2 separate regions of the Anas platyrhynchos genome follow, and region 1 is linked to region 2. The links are chromatin contacts, called in public Hi-C maps. All regions are on one chromosome and are shown on one strand. Each heading gives the region's core, a stretch centred on a gene start, on an enhancer-like site or on the middle of the called end of the contact. The rest is flanking DNA. Distances are from core to core; before and after follow the strand shown.

What was found. Hi-C and Micro-C count contacts between places; a contact is called where the count stands out from the background.
Region 1: a Hi-C map of skeletal muscle shows a contact between it and region 2, with 1.7 times the contacts expected there. The contact joins two enhancer-like sites. A contact is called at or near these places in 3 of 8 Hi-C or Micro-C datasets (F5 follicle, liver and skeletal muscle).

What each region holds. Positions count from the first base shown.
Region 1 is chr2:54,769,371-54,773,156 of IASCAAS_PekinDuck_T2T, forward strand. No RefSeq gene overlaps it. Among named protein-coding and RNA genes, the nearest start is that of RBBP8, 39 kb to the right of the region's middle. Within about 2 kb of position 1,806, at least 3 of the 8 cell types and tissues checked have an H3K27ac peak or open chromatin away from gene starts, as enhancers often do.
Region 2 is chr2:54,631,607-54,635,104 of IASCAAS_PekinDuck_T2T, forward strand. GATA6 (GATA binding protein 6) reads left to right here. Exons shown (of 7, transcript XM_027451957.3): 7 at 1-952. Among named protein-coding and RNA genes, the nearest start is that of GATA6, 21 kb to the left of the region's middle. Within about 2 kb of position 1,750, at least 3 of the 8 cell types and tissues checked have an H3K27ac peak or open chromatin away from gene starts, as enhancers often do.

The DNA.
Region 1 (3,786 bases), core at 556-3,055, 140 kb after region 2:
TAGAGTGTTTAAAAGGAAGTACCAAGAAGACGTGATGTTCTTGCCAAAAAGCATTTATCTTCTTCTTACCATCTATATAAAAAGGACAACTCTCCCAAGGAGCCTCCAAGACTGGCCTCAAATACTGCAAAGCCAAATTAGACCTCCTGGGCATCCCAGTTATACCAGTATGTCCTTGCTGATAACAGTGAGCTGAATTACTGCTGGGGTTTGTTTCTGTTGCTAGAGCCCCAGCACATTCCACAGCTGTTGAAGATGTTGCAAGGACACATTTTCAGTGCCAACCTGAGCACGGTCAGCTGCTGCCAGACAGGAACTTGATGATGGGCAGTTCAGGTGAACTGGCAGTCTTAATGAGAGGTAGAAGCTCCCCATTACTGCTGGTTGTAGGACAGCCAGACCTTGTGCTTCCTGCGTGGGGCAATGGCGTACTGCAATTTTGCTGCTAAAGTCAATGAGTGGCACCAGAAAGACCTGCTGGGTCCCTAACGTTACTTCTTGTTTCCTACACTCCTCTTACTCACACACTGACCACGTCCAGCCAGCTCAGCGAGAGGGTGCAGTCTTCCCTTTGGTTGAGACATTCATTTCCCATTGTGGATGAAGGCCATGCTTCCATCCTGAAGGGAAGTTACTGTGGGTGAAATTGTTAAACAGCCCTCCATCCTGTATGGTCTGTGACCGTGATTTACAGCCCGTTTTTAGTTACGCACCAATTCGGCTGAATTTCTCTCGAACAGTTGATCTGAATGCTAAACCTATTCAAGGCTAGCGGCATTTCTGTGATTCATCCAACACAAGGAAACACTGAAAATTTATTAGGATGTTTTTACAGTCCCGGAAATTGCTATGTGGCTCTATTGCTAACAAAAGAACAGAAATGGCTCACAATATTATTGCACCTTTTCATACACATTAGGTGGTATAGGCCTTTGTCGTTTATTCAGTTTTTAAGTCAAACTCTCTTCTGGGCTGAGATTCTGTAAGGTTTCCAGTTCTTGCGATTTTATCACAAGCTTCACTAACATTTGGTGCTTTCCTTAAAGCTCTGGTTCTTGCAATGTCTTGATTTGACCATGTGAGAATTTCAGCTCTATAACGAAATAAAAACCAATAATTCTATCCCCTGAGACTGTAGAGAACAGTAACAAAACAATAACTGAAATCTGTTTGCATGCTAGATGGCAAGGAAAACCTAGATCTTTTGTTTGATTTCAGCAAATTTTTATGTCACTCCTCTGATTTTGGCTTATGATTTCTGAATTTCTATGTGCTGGTGAGGACGTTATCTGGAAGAGAAGGGAGGGGGACATGAAACTATGCATACTCTGTCCCTCTGTTTGTAATAGCCTTGATTTAGCTTAGCATACCAGCTGAAATCAGGTGCTGGTTGGCAAGTTTAACTCATTTTTTTCCTTTCAGACTTACTGCTTGCCAGCCTACAGAGGCAGGCAGCAGCTGAACCCTCACCACAACACATAAAACAGGGTTCCTCTGCCCAGATTGTCATCAGAGTGCCCATAGCTAAATTACAAGAAGTCTTGGCATTAAGGTAGAATTTTCAACTACTGGGGAACATTTTCATTATTCAGAAAATTTTTATTATTGGGAAAAGAAGGGGCTGAATCATTTATGCACATGGCTGCGTCCACACCATGCACTGGGCAGGCAGGCTGTACTTTCTGTGTTCATCTGTGGTGATGTATCATCACATCTCGCCATGAATTTGCTCTCTGTCCCAGCAGTGCATACAGCTAGAGAGGAGGACGAAAAGCAGCCTTAGTAGCCTCAGCAGGGAATTACGTCATTTATAACACTGAGTCAAGCAAGTGCTCAGGAGAAAGGTGCAAACCACATGTCAGTTCTGGGAAGGGCATCCTTTCTGATGACTGGTCTCTTTCCAGAATACTCACAGCAGTGCTATGAGTGCCAGCAGTGCATTTGTTAAAGCCAAACAATTCTTCTGAGTGTTGCATAGTAGGACCCAGCCCCGGCACACAGAACTTGCTGTAACTTAATGCAAAATATATCAAATTGCTCTTACGCAAAGGGAGGTAGCCGCAGAAATAACAGCAGCAGGGTAACACGTCAACTTGTTATGTGCTGGGCTTTATGGCTGTGAATCCTTCAGGCTGGGATTTTCAAATAGTAGTAGGGTAGTCAGACTTACAGAGGGGTGGATGAGAAATAAAAGACGTTGCACTTTTTTTTTACTTTTTTTTTTTTTTTTTAAGCTTTTTTAGCACTTATAGGGTATCTATAACCTTCTGAACCCTCTGCTCACTTCAGTGAGTGCTTAGCCCAGCAGGGAGTCACGTTATGTCCTGTTTTTAAGGCATGATAGTTTCAAAATAGGTTAAAATTTTCTTAGTTGCTGATAGAGACCACAGTCAAACAAAAAGACTGATGGATAGGAACTCAAAGAAAAGACTGGCCTTTAGGAATACCAAACATACTTGTTCACACAGTGTTCAGTTATGAAGATTTTATTATGTACCAATTTGAGTTTATATGTACCAAATGTTTGTGAGTCAGCGGAACAAGCAGGGCTGCCCTGTTCCAGTAGATCTTTTTTCTGCCCTTATGATGGATTTTTAATTTTATTTCATTTTATTTGATTTTATTTTATGTTATTTTATTTTATATTATTTTATTTTACAAATAAAGAATCATCAATAACCATGACAGGGCTCCCACAGTGAATGGACATCCCAGCATGCCATGGATGCTGTCTCTGCAGACCAGCATTTCCACAGGCTTGAGGGAAGTCATAAACTACTTAGGAGGAATAGGATTCACAAAGCTGTCCTGGACAGCTTTACTGTTCTTTGTGAACAGGTCCTGGAGAGTGGCTAGCAGCACAAGAGCCCAGCAATGAAAGGCAGCAGCAGAGCACCTTGCCCGATTGTGAATGGATAGGAGAGAAAGAAAGAGAACCAGAAGCCAAAGGGGAAGAGTGTGAAAATCAAAACTTGCCGTGCTCTCTACATACTTACTTTGGGAAAACACCCTATGTATAGTGCTGACAATACAACAAAATTTGTGTCCAAAGCTTATGGAATTATTCACCAAATAAGTTGAAGGAAAATGCAAAAAAAAGGACAAACCTGCAACCCTGAAGAGCCTCTAGCCAGGACCTGCAGTAGCTAAGGGTGGCTCACCTCTCCTGCCAATACTGCTACACTGTATTGACGATTGCACATGAGACCAAAGGGCAGCAAGTGTGTACAACCCACCAAGTGAGCTAGAAGGGGCAGCCACAACTTCCAAGGATGACTGCCTTGCCCTTCTGATTTTGGACATGCAAAGGGTTAGGCTAAACTCTCATCACACACAAGTATAAATACTCCAGAACTGTTTTGGATCTGGGAGGAGGATTGCGCTCACACCAGTGAGCCCTCAGCCAAGGAGAGTCCAGCAAACATGAGTCTGAAGAGAAGAGAGGAGCAGTTCATCTATACAACCTCCATTTAGAGTGGAAATGGGCAGCCCTGAAGCACAAATCCCAACTCATCACACACAGTAGAATGGTGCTAACCCCTTCCTCATTGCACCCCTTGGGGCTCCCCACCATTCATTTTGGGCAGGCGTTCACACCTACCTCTCTCCTCAGCTGACCTCTCCCTTCACATGAGAAGCATCAGTTCACTGATGAGATAATCAAACCAGGCACCTTTTGTTGGGCTTTTTGTTGCCATGCAGCCATGTTTTATTTTTAAAGAAGACCATGAATTAGTTAGGCATGTAACTAGCACCCAAATAAGCAGCCTCCTTTTCAAGCACTAG
Region 2 (3,498 bases), core at 500-2,999:
GCCCCGAACTGGACATTTGACGTCTTCACCTGTCCTGCACCCTCCATCGCCAGCACCCGTCTTGCTCTGCTCCTCTGTGCCAGAGCCCAGCTACACCCGGGGAGGAAATCACAGCCTTTGGTACAAGCCTCACGGGGTCGAGCTGGTTAAGGAGATTTCGTTGTTGTTTTAAGATATTTACTCACTTTGCAAGACTGCATTATAACTTTTGAAGTACACTGTGACTGAGGTTTATGAAAGTTCATATTTTGCGGCTGAACTGTATAGAGTCAGTCAAAATTTGTAAACAGGGTAGCAATCAGATATTTTTCTTCCATATATACAATAATTTTTTAAAGAAGTGCAATTTGCGTTGCAGCAATCAGTGTTAAATCATTTGCATAAGATTTAACAACGGTTTTTATACGAATGAATGAATGTAAACATTTTAACTTAATGGTACGTAAATAATTTAAAAGAAAAACTTAACTAGGCATCCTTAGGCTTTTTAGTGCAACAAAAAGAAAAAAAAATACGTCCACTTTCTGTATTTCCAGTTGTTAAAGCAAGAGTTTCAAAGAACAAGCCTTCTCTCAGGAAAATTGCCCTAGCCATTTGCTCATAACTTTTGTACAAAAAAAAAAAAAAAAAGCAAATGCATCCCCAGGTTGTGTTTTTTTTTGTTTGTTTGTTTATTTTTTGGTTTTCTTTTCTTTTTTTTTTTTTTTCTTTTTTTTTTGCCATTGAATAAGTATGTGCTGGAAAGAAACAAATTGCAATGAAACTTTACTACCTAACTGATACATATGTAAATACTCCATGAGATATTTAGGCATCTTCAAAATTTAGGATGCAATCTGTATAGTGTGACTGACGCATAGTTAGGTTGGTTTCCATTGTTTTTCAAATGGGATGTCATTTGGAAAGTTGTCTCATCAGAGCTTTACAAATAAAAGGGTATCATTTGTTGTTTTTTTCTTTTTTTTTTTTTTTTCTGTACACTGTGCCTTCTCCTTTGTCTCAGCCAGAGTTGTTAAGCTGTATTAAAAGCTACGGAGATGTACCTGATAGAGGCAGCGTGTCTGATGGCTGCAGTGATGTTCTCACATTGAAGTGTCTGCTCTGTCTCGCTAAGTCTGTGTGTGGTATTCCTACAGTTCCTCTCTATGCCGTCTAGTGCTATGTAAAACTAGGGTCCCACACCTACCCACACAAGTGCACATGAGATGTTTTTTTCTGATGAAAGCCTAGGGAACAGGTCCCAAACCTTGTGGGGACTGCCATGGTTTTGCTTGGCCTTCACACCATCGCTAATGGATAGACACGAGGTCTCCTGTGTATGTAAAAATCTGCAAATGGTGTGGCAGAGCCCTGGATGTCACCCTCTGCGGTGAGCCTCTGTCACCCTCTGGAGGTGAAGTCTGAAGGGTAGCAAAAACTGAAGGTGCTGAAAAAAGATGACCACTAAGAGCTACTGAGGGGAGCAGAAAACCCCTGCCTGGCTTTGAGGACCAGTCCTCTGCATTGCTTTGCAGACGGGATCAAGACTTGATTCTCTGTGTGTTTTCCAGCTATGTAGGCAGCACTGCCAGGCCGGGATGCCCGACCACCATGCCCAGCACTACCATCACCCCATGGAGTGGCTGTGGTGTGAGTCTTTGCCTCCCTGAGCCAGATTTTCCTTTGAGGTGAAGTGGGATAGCTCCTCTGTTTGTGGAGAAGCTATGCTGATGTGCACTGGCTGAGACCCTGGCCTGTAAAAACCAGAGGGTTGAGGCTGCCTCCTTAACGCAGGAGCTGATGTGAGAACCAAGGGATTGACACAGCCCTGGGTGAAGAACAGCTTCTAGCAAAAAGGGTCAGACCAAGCCTCTCCTAGGGTTTGGGCTGCTCTGGACCAGCACAGCAGCCCCAGTGGGGCTGTCACGCCAGCCTTGGTGCTGGGTCACCTTGCTCTCTTGCTCCCTGGGGTTTGATGTGGTCGTGCACCCCAGTCCTGCTAGCCTGAGGGCCACATGGGCTTGAACCTCATGACTTACAGATGGAAAGCCCTATCCAAGTACAAAGAGGGCCATGCAGGGAAACACTGGGTTTAAAAAGCCAAGGGTGTGGAGAAGAGGGTGAATCTCTTTCCTTTTGAAGCATTTGTTGGCTGAAATACCCTCTTCTGTGGTTTTCCATTGTTGACACTTAAATGGATAAAAAAAGCTGTTGCTAACTGGTGTTGAACAGCTTTCATGCTTAGCTGGTGTGCCGCTTCTGGATAGCAGAGTGTGAAACTCACTGCTGGGCAGGAGAGGGCTGCATATGTCGGAGCTACATTACTTGGAATTATCCTAAACCAGGGAGCTTTAGGATACTAAAACAAAAACAGGGAGTTTTAGGATACACATCCAGCAACCTGCGGATGGTTACATTGCTTTGAAACCCCGTGGCATCTCTTAAGAGGGCTCCTGGGAAGCCCTTCTCCCTTCTCAGCATCAACTTTTACCCAAGTTCTGACTTAGGGTGGTTCCTGCAGACAAGTGTCATGGGGCATAGAAGAATGCCCTATGTAAAAAGAGTCCTCTTGGATCTGAGGCTGAAAATGCTCGTTTAGGTGATATAAGCAGGAAAGAAAAAGAAAAAAAAAAAGGAAAAAAAAAAAAAACAGCTTTTCATAGGGAAGGTGTTTCCCATTATTTCTTATCAGCAAAAGCATCAAGAATGAAATACTTTGCTTCCCTGGACCAGAAGCAGGGATAAACCAGGTTTTTATCCCTCTGCAAGAGGGAAGGGGGATGCAGTACCCTGTTGCCTTACTCTACAGATGCCGAGGAGGTTCTGTGTTATGATTATACATAGAAAAAGTCTACAAGAACTCTTATAAGGGTACCTCCCTACTCAACAAAACTGCTCTCCAAGTGTACTGATTTCTGGAGCTGTTTGGCAAAATAAAGATTTCTCTCTCTTTCTCTCTCTCTCTCCCTCTTTTTTTTTTTTAATTTTGTCTTTTAGTCCTGCTGAGCCGGCACAGCTCTGGGTGTGTGAGCTGGACTTTGCTCTGGCTCATACATCACCAATAGCACTGATACCGATAGACGGCCTGGCCAGATGCTTTCCTTACTTATCCCTGTTTCTCTTCAGTGACAGCCCTTGGGATGGGCTGAGAAAGAACAAAGAAAGGGTTCGACTCTGGGTCTCAATTACTAGCAAGGCTGAACAAGCCAAAACGACGCCAGAACAGCTCCCTAGTACCAGGATGAAGCTTCAGAGTTGACATTTGAAAAAAAAAAAAAAAAAACAACAAAAAGCACCACCAACAATATATGGCTACTTGTTACCATCGCACCTTTTCTCTGGAAACAACCAAAATGAAATAGCCAGTGACTCAAGGCATCTGCTTCGAGCTCCCATGCCAAGTAATACTCAGGCTCACATTTTGCTTAGCTGACCCCTCAAGAGCAGATTGATCCTGGACATGTGTGTTACCCCAGGCTCTTGTCTTCCCTAGGTCTCAGGTTTGGTACTAGATCTGTT